3 separate regions of the Zea mays genome follow, and all the other regions are linked to region 2. The links are chromatin contacts, called in public Hi-C maps. All regions are on one chromosome and are shown on one strand. The core of a region is the stretch at or near the end of the contact, and the rest is flanking DNA. Distances in the headings are between cores, read along the strand shown. Region 1 holds the start of LOC103637691 (NAC domain-containing protein 86). Region 2 holds the start of LOC103637689 (serine/threonine-protein kinase BSK2). Region 3 has its middle 41 kb from the start of LOC103637691.

The links. Hi-C and Micro-C count contacts between places; a contact is called where the count stands out from the background.
Region 1: a Hi-C map of leaf shows a contact between it and region 2, with 8 times the contacts expected there. The contact joins the promoter of LOC103637691 here to the promoter of LOC103637689 in region 2. A contact is called at or near these places in 5 of 25 Hi-C or Micro-C datasets (bundle sheath, ear, endosperm and 2 more).
Region 3: a Hi-C map of endosperm shows a contact between it and region 2, with 6 times the contacts expected there. The contact joins the enhancer-like site here to the promoter of LOC103637689 in region 2. A contact is called at or near these places in 5 of 25 Hi-C or Micro-C datasets (endosperm, leaf and tassel).

The regions. Positions count from the first base shown.
Region 1 is chr1:99,498,595-99,501,409 of Zm-B73-REFERENCE-NAM-5.0, reverse strand. LOC103637691 (NAC domain-containing protein 86) reads right to left here and starts at 1,367. Exons shown (of 5, transcript XM_008660334.4): 1 at 670-1,367; 2 at 161-438; 3 at 1-44. The coding sequence starts at 826.
Region 2 is chr1:99,198,147-99,201,211 of Zm-B73-REFERENCE-NAM-5.0, reverse strand. LOC103637689 (serine/threonine-protein kinase BSK2) reads right to left here and starts at 1,561. Exons shown (of 10, transcript XM_008660327.3): 1 at 1,209-1,561; 2 at 840-1,096; 3 at 611-746; 4 at 170-303. The coding sequence starts at 1,293.
Region 3 is chr1:99,457,288-99,460,324 of Zm-B73-REFERENCE-NAM-5.0, reverse strand. No RefSeq gene overlaps it. Among protein-coding and RNA genes, the nearest start is that of LOC103637691, 41 kb to the left of the region's middle. Within about 2 kb of position 1,459, at least 15 of the 20 cell types and tissues checked have an H3K27ac peak or open chromatin away from gene starts, as enhancers often do. A contact at or near this core is called in endosperm, leaf and tassel, where this site is marked.

The sequences.
Region 1 (2,815 bases), core at 118-2,617, 300 kb before region 2:
CCGGCCTCGTGCCGCTTGATCACGCGGCACAGCGCGTAGGCGCCCTGCACACACGTACGTACGTGAGCAGCCGGCGGTCAGTTTAGCTAATTAGCTGAGCGATGAGCAGAAGAGAAGAGAATAGAATGATGGGACGAGTTGAAGGGGACGCAGCGCGTACGATGAAGTTGCACGCGCCGTGGACGAGGTCCTGGCAGAGGCGGTACTCGTGCATGACCCAGTCGGTGCGCTCGCCGCCTGGCGCGCGGCCGCGGTAGAAGACGAGCGTCTTGCGGAGGCCGTAGACGCCGCCGTCGCACGCCACGCGCCGGTCCTTGCCCGTCGCCTTCCAGTAGCCCGTCGCCGTGGCGCGGTTGGTGCGCGACCCGTTGGGGTACTTGCGATCGCGGGGGCAGAAGAAGAACCACTCCAGGTCGCGCTTCGGCAGGAACGACTTGTCTGCAACAATTAATTAACCAGTTACGTACGGAAATAATACAGTGATTCTCTGTTCTGAGCACCATGTTTCTTTTTTGTTGTTGTTGTTGAAAAGCCTATATATGCTGTTATCTGCGACCGGCCTAGCCTAGCTAGCTAGGGAGAAAAAGGGGAGAGAGCGAGATGCCCGGGCCGGGAGAGAAGAACGACAGGATATATAGGGTATACAGCTAGTAGCAAGTACACACACACCTGGTAGTTCCCATGGCTCGGACTTGTAGAGGTCGACGACGGGGATGACCTCGAGCTCGATCTTGAGGTTGTCCACCTTCCTCTTGAGGTAGTAGCTCACCAGCTCGTCGTCGGTGGGGTGGAAGCGGAACCCGGGCGGCAGGGTCATGGTGCCCATGGCCGGCAGCGGCAGGGGGAAGCAAATAAATGCTGCCGATCCAACACTACTACTACACTAGTAACCGAGAGATCGAATGTAAATGTCAACTCTGCCAAGCAAATATTTCAGGCAGCAGATGCGTATGTGTAGGCTGTGTGCTAGCTAGAGCGGCGGTTAGTAGATAGATCAGTGCGCGGCTGGCAATGGAAGAGGAGGAGGTTGAGGAGGGGATATCTGTTGAAGACGTGGAAGATCCAGAAATAGAAGCTCTTCCTAAGCAGCGCGCGGGGGATGACTATGACGACGACGAAGAAGAAGCCGATGGAGTCCAAGACCATTATCAGAGGGTCAGAGCCGCCTATAGCTAGCTAGATTAGTAAGTTACCAGCCAGCCAGCCAGCAAGATTATTAAGGTCTGGCGGGCCTCAAGAACAAACAATTGTTGAGGTCCAGCCGTCGAGGGAGAGAGGCTGCTTCAATAAGTTGCCTTGCCGATCAGGAACGGAGAGAGAGAGAGCAGCGGCAGGAGGGAGGAGGAGGAGAGGGTGTGAGAAGCCGCGGGGCGATGCCGTTTATATAGACACGGACGCGGACAGGGGAAACGGACACGGAAACTACAAACTACTAGTCTAAACTGGGAACTAGGGAAAGCGAGGGCGAGGTCGGCGGTCGTCCGCGCGAAGCAATTCCAAAGCCTACCTCTCGCGCCACCACCACCAGTCCACCACCACCCAGCCGCCGCGTGAAACCTTGTCACTGGACACACACACACGCAGCTCGCCAAAACCGCTGGCCGCCTTGCGATGACTGGCTGCTAACCAAAAGAGCGCGCAACGCGTGTCAAGCCCCTCTCGTGTGGTACGGTGCGTGCGTGCGCTCAGCTCAGTCCATTCGTCAGTGGGTACAGGTACATGCTAGCCACATGGTCGTCCGTGTTTCGTTCAGGTAGTCGTGCTTGCGAATCGACAGCTAGCTAAGGAGGGCTGGAGGAGCCCACACAAAGCAAAGCAAAGCAAAGCATGCGTGTTGTCTGTCCTGCACCTGCACCTGCACGTAGTTTCCATCTACGTACTGTGTCTGATCCTACTAATCTAGTAGAGGCGGCCGTTTATACCGTTCCGGGATCGGCTTCAGATCGGGGGCCCTTCTCCGCTTTTGCTGCGCGCGCGCGCGCGCTCTCCGGATTGTTGTGCCGCCTGGCCCAAAAGCGCGAATTTGTCTGTTCATATAAACTTTTTTGGTTTGTCCATATCATCCATGAGGTAGATGCTAGCTAGTAGTAGATCCGTGCTTAGCCCGTCGTTGCTGGATTTGGAGATGAGCCCGAGGATGGGATGAGTTTTCTTCACCGCCCAGTTTTTTTTAATTCTTATTACTCTCGCCTGTTTTCTCTTGGTTTTTACAGCTCATGTTCAGACAGGTGGCTGATCGACTTAACTTATTCCAGACGGGTCATGGCACGTTTTTGTATTTTAACTTATTTCCTTTTTATTTTAGCTTTTTTTTCAACAAAAAGAGTTACGTCTGCTGCCACGCCAGCCCACCTGTGCCTGCGGTGACCGGTGCTATAGGTCATGACGCCGATAAGTGTTATCTCGGCGCTATGATCTATGACGCTAAAAAAAATCATAAAACAACATTAAGTACTCTATAGGTCTAAACGTGAAAATTGTTCGGAAAAATAACTAAAATACAACAAAAAAATCTGGTCGCACCGTATCTTACTAACTACTCCCTCCAATCTTCAAATACTTGATGTTTAAGGGTTTTTTACTTTGAATGCAAAAAACTTGATGTTGAAGCATTTAGAGCTCATTTTGGACTAGTATATCCCTCAGACAGTTCGTTTTTCCATGCACAGTACGTACATGCATACATACATTAATTACCAGAAAAAGGCAAAAAGAGGAACCATGAGATTCACGCGAGCTGGCATTTCAATGCCTGCACCAACGCTGCAACCAACTAGGCAACCATCATTTTTAAGCAATCTAAATCTATTTATTA
Region 2 (3,065 bases), core at 312-2,811:
CCACATAGGCAACTACAGATGACAGTAAAATTTTCCAAAGTAAACTTTAAAGATTAAAAAATGGTTTTCACAGATGAAGAAAATGTAGTTACAATGAAAGAGCCAGAATTTTAAAAAATATATATATGTGCAGTAAAAACTAGAAGCTGTCAACAAACTTGTTGTGTACCTCATCAAAAAGTACTCTATAAGCATTCAAATCATGATAGATTTTCCTGTTCTCCAAATTGCAATGGTCGAGAGCTTGTGCAATAAAATATGCAACCCTCAGCCTCATTTCCCATGGTAAAGGCTGTTTATCCCCTGAACAAAAAGGCAGTGCACAACAGAGTCAATGAAGGGAGACAAGGTGGACAGGACGCACGCACCTAGTCCGGGCGAACCAGACTTTTGCATGATCTGCATAGGTCAAATGCAGCAATGGTGAAGGACACAAAGTGCATTAAGTCATTGTGTTAATGCAGAGGAGATTGAGATTCACGGTTGGTGTGATCCGCCCACGAGGATCATCATCGAGTACGTCACCATAGACGACAGAAAAAGGCTGGAGTAGTCCTGGCAGGTGGATAGGGAAGGACTGGGGGAGACCCGGAGAGCACCGAGCACGTACAGTGGAAGAGATGCTTCGACAGGGTGTCGTTGGGCATGTACTCAGCGACGAGCAGCCTCTCGTCACCCTCGGCGCAGCAGCCAATGAGGTTGACGAGGCGCTTGTGCCGCACCTTCCCCACGCCCACCGCATCCGCCTGCAGCAGCAGCAGCAGCACTGCATCACATTGCGAGATCCGTGCCGGGAGGAAATCACACGTAGCGAGCATTGAAGCAACACAAATCCATACGAGGAACTGCTGCGGGTCAGGCCAAGAGAGGCGCGAGAAGCGTTTGACGGCGATGAGCCGTCCGCCATCGAGGCGGCCGCGGTAGACGGCGTTGGGCGCCTTCTCGCCGCTCTCCGAGACGATGAGGTCGGCGCTGAAGCCCTTGGTGGCGGCGCGCAGCTCGGCCAGCGCGAACTCCCTGAACACCGGCACCGCGCGCTTCACGGCCTCCTTGTCGTCGCCGTCGCCTCCCCCGTCGGCGGCGCCGTTCGCCGCCTCTGCCATTCGATTGGACACAGCAAAGCAGACGCGAGCGCGTGCCGGTTAGATGGATTCGGTGGCCGGGCGTTAGGGTTTAAGCGGCAGCGGGGGAGGGGGCGTGACGGTTACCGGGATCTGCAGGCTTGTCGGCGGGGAGCGCGGCGGCGTCGTTGGGCGGCAGGGGCCCCGCCACCTTGGACTGGAAGCACCCCATGGGCGCGAATGGAGATCTAGGATGCTTAGCGAAGCAAGAGCGATATGGTCGGTGGGAATATGGGAGTGCGAGAGCGTGCGCTCAACTCGACTCCAGTCCAGCGCGGGGGAGTGTGGATTGTGGAATGGAGCAGCAGGAGTGAGCTCGTGAAGGTGCGAGGCAGGAGGCAAGGCTCCGAGAGAAGCGCGGCAGCACGCAGGGGTGGCCGGGTGGGTGGGGGATCCGGTAGGTGCGCCCGCAACAGTCAACACCGAGCATCCCCACCTCCAGTCTTTTTCTCTTTGTTTTAAAAAAAATAAAATACGAAACCCCTAAAATCTCGTGCTAGTACTAATACTTTTTTCTAAAAAAATATTTTTCGTATAATTTAAGGTGGTCTTTTCCTAGAATTGAAACCAAACAGTTCCCAAGAAAAATCAGAGAGGGTATGTAGTGTTTGTGTTTCAGAACAGAATGGAAAAAGGAGACCAAGGGACGCATGGCAATTCCATGCAGGCATGCAGCTTGGGCTCCTGTTCTGAGATGCAACGAGTTTGGTACGAATTTAACAGTCAAAGTAAGGTTGACAAGCTGTATATATTCCTGTTCGTATTTACTTCAGTCCTACAAATATATTCAGCTTTTTTAAAATACTCTTGTACTACGACAACTAAAAATTTATCTTCTCCACCACTTGCTTCAAGCCACCACCAAAACTCAAAAGTTGTTGTTTAGTTCATGGACGGTAACGTAAACTACAACGGTAATGATTCACAACGATAATAAATTTGAATAGGTTAATATTTATTTTTAAGGGGTGTTTGGTTGCTCCTGCTAAAGTTTAGCCCGGGTCACATCAAACATTTGACTTTTAAATAGGAGTATGAAATATAGAACCAACCAACTGGACTAGATTCGTCTCGTCTTTTAATCTTCGGCTGACAAATTAGTTTTATAATCTGACTACATTTAATACCCGGAACGGAGGTTCAAACATTCGATGGGACAAGGGCTAAATTTTAGCGGGGTGTAACCAAACACCCCCTTAATGTAGTATATAATTACAGTTAAAGTTTCAGACATGATTTAATATTTTCTTACCTATCATGTTACAATTACTGAACCAAAGATTTGATTCCAACGTAAAAGTGGAGGTGTGGAGACTGGAGAGCCTGACGCCTTGCCCAAGTCCCGATCCTGACTGGGCCTGCTGTCTTCTTTTTACTGGGGAGTAGTACGTATTGGCAGCAAGCAAAACAAGCAAGGCCTGCAACAAGGAGCGCACGAGCGAGCCGGCAGTAGCAGGGGCGCAGGCGCGCAGCAGCATCAAGCTAGAATGGTGATCGCCTCCATGACTACCTGCGTCCGGGTTCGCCAGCCAGCCACGAGTGACTGACGACTCAGCCATCGATGCCATGCGAGGGACCACAACCTCGCAACGTCGCTGTCGCAGGCTCGACACGTGGGCTTCCTGCAGCGCCGCGCTGTTCTCTGTTCCGCAGGCGCGCAGCCCCACCGTTGGCGACTTGGGCACTTGGCGTGCCGAGCCACTCATACACCGTACCAATTTAATAGGTCGAGCCACGACATAAATATATAGCAGGTCGGGTCGTGTCGTGTTTGTCCATAAACTAAAATCTGAGTTTAACTTATTTTAAACAAATCATGTTAACATGGTCGTTTCTGACTTTTTAGACGAAATCCGAATTAGAGGCCTCATCCACATACAATATATATAATATTTAACGTATACAAATTATTATGCACTATTTTCAAGTTTATAAGATGATAAA
Region 3 (3,037 bases), core at 210-2,709, 260 kb before region 2:
TTGTGATACATTGTGAGAAATTTTTGATATATATTGCATTGTGGGAGGTTAGTTATTCTTATGGTATACATTGTATTCTAAATTAAATAGAAAAATAAAAATTATGTGTGCATGTGATTAACTTATTTACATCAGCTACTAAAACCGTCGTAAACAAGATTAGATTATTTACGTCGGTTTGATGATGATGATGTCGTAAATAAGTCTGTGTTATTTACAACGGTTTTCTAAAAGTCATCATAACTAAGAAGTTTATCTACGAGATTTGAAGGAAGAAAAACCGTTGTAAATAAGCCTTTTATTTACGATCTTTTTCCTAGCTATCGTACATTAAATAGTTATCTATGACTGTTTTTATGTAGCCATCATGCATAAATTAGTTTATTTGTGTCGACTACCTGCGACCGGCGTCATTAGTTATTCATTTGTAACAGCTAGCCAACGTAAATAAGTCTATCTATACGAAACTTCATTTATGTTGTAGATAGCCAAAAACCGACGTAGGTTCAATAGATTTTGTTGTGTGCAAAGGTGATCAAGTGCCATTCTTGACAAGCCATTGCGCGTATGAGGACATGAAAACGCATGTGATATAATCCTACTCACACGTTTGATTCTTAAACTGCTAATAATACCTACACAAGTCCAACAGAAACGAATAAAAATACGCCAAAACTACATGCACACATGCAAAGGTTGTTAATTAATTAGCCGTACGCAGCACGTCAGCTTTCAAACAGCTTTATTTATTTGTTAACTCAGGCGTGCAAATCCAGACGTTCGTTTCTGTCCAACTCGATCAACCGTATGAGCTGAATCTTCGCATGAAACTTGCCGTGCCGACAACCTAGCTAGCTAGCTGGTTTGAAAGAAGCGCAGGAGTAACCGGCAATCTATATCCATGCATGCATGCGTGCTGCGTGCATCTAAATAACGACAAGAACTTTGAGGTTGGTTGCACTTGCACACACCAACTGATTCTCTGAAAACACTACAACGTACTTCAAGTTAGTTACACCAGCTCTTAACTGGGCATGCATATTAGTAATTAGCTAGCCAGCAAAGACAGTTAGCGGCAAATTTTGTTCACAAGTTCCTGTTAACTGCACAATATATATATAATTCCTTTTTAATTTGCTCGATCGAGATTAACATACCTAAGTGAGCATTATATTAGCTCGTCGATCGTGCACGCGAAGAAGCAAGTGATGCCATCGAGTGCTTGTATCGGACAGTGATGTGTGACGACGACTATACTTTTTTTGACGAAAACATCTTTTTGGCCATATACTCTAGAGTGATGTACCTGGTCGTGCTTTGTCCTTTTGTGAAACGATCTGTCATGCATCACTTTCTTCCTGGCTAGCATGCACTTTAACAAGAGCTACCGCCATCCTTTTTCACTTCTTGCTCCAGAGAGCACGAGACGATCGAGAGCGTACCCTCCCTGGCCCATACGGGACCCAGAGATGTACTTCTCGGCTGCGCCATTCTCCACTCCACCAGACGCCAACCAAAGGGCCGGGATTCAGCCAAGAGCAGAAAAAAAAACTGTCCCCATCTTATCATCACTGCTTTGTCACTGTCAGGATAGTAGTTGGTGCTCAACCATGCATCTACACCTCTCTCTTGAGTCTTTGACCAAATGCTAGTGCTTTATTACCAAGGTGGTAGTTCATAGATTCAAACATGAAACACAGGAGGAGGAAAAAAGGCACACATGGTTATGTAGCTTTCTAACAAGGCTTATTATGCACACTACAAGGTGATCACTAATATTCTAGAAATAAAATGTACTCTGTTGTGTGTAACGAGCGTTGCGTGCAAAAATACTAGAGAAGGCGAACAAAAGGGGCCTCTCCTCTGCGCCACGACGCCAGGAAGAGTGGTCGAACCACGGTTGAAAACGAAGGGGCCGGGTATAAGTTGGTCTATTGTTACTTATTCTCCACACGCTAACAATCGGTGCTACACTACCAGAATCACGTTCTTTATCAAGTGTCCAAGACACTCGACAAATGTCATTTTACATTCGGCAAAAAATACTCGGCAAACATTTTTTAAATTATGGAAACAACTCTCCATCCACTACCCTATTGGGGGTCTGCTTCGTCGCCGAAGGTCCTGTAAGAAGAAACACCTTCAGAAGATCAGCACAGAAGTAACACCGAAGCTACCATCCAGGGAGCTTCAGCATAGCGACACGCCTTGAGACGAAGGGTTGCACCGACTTAAAGATGAAAAGACCGATCGGCTCATGATAATTTGTGTCATGATTAACTAGTTGTAAAGGACATAAATGTAATTTTGACCGGACTGCGTCCCGTGCCTATAAATAGATGAACAGTACCCCATGTACTGTTCACGCTGGCTTGTATTCTCTCGTGTGTCACGCTTGGACTTTTACCTTCTGTCAAGCCGAAGGTATTTGTCGGTGTTTCGGGTCCGACCGCTCACCCGAGGTTACCCCCAAGGTGCTTTTTAGGAGTAGGGCGGTGTTATCGACTGTAGCTCGATGGTTCGTGCTAGGCGCACGAGAATTAGCAGACAATGATGTACAGGTTCGGGCCGCCTTGAGATGTGTAACACCCTACATCCTAGCTGGAATGCTTTATGTGATGGGTTACAAGGGAGCTCTCTAGTGCTGGAAAACGTAGAGAGCGGTGTGGATGGCTAAGTGATGAATGCTGTCTCTCTCGATCGATCCTCTTGAAGGGGTGCCCCTAGGCCTTATATACTCGACCGGGGGGCATTACATGTGGATATGATAACAATGTGAGCCGGAACAGTAGTGAACTAACTGAGTCTATCTTCCTATAATTCAGCTGACTCATCCTCGCCCAGTTACGACGTACGGGGCTCCTGTGCGGGAAGGTCGGGTCGCTGTTGCAATTACTGCTCGGATGTTGTTGGGCCGTCTGGACTTGTACCGATCCGGCCTTGTGCTGATTTGTCTCACTGTTCGTTCCTCCCAGGCCCACGAGGGGGATGACCTTACGAATTAAGGGGCCTTTGGGCCTCTCGTGAGGTCTTTTAT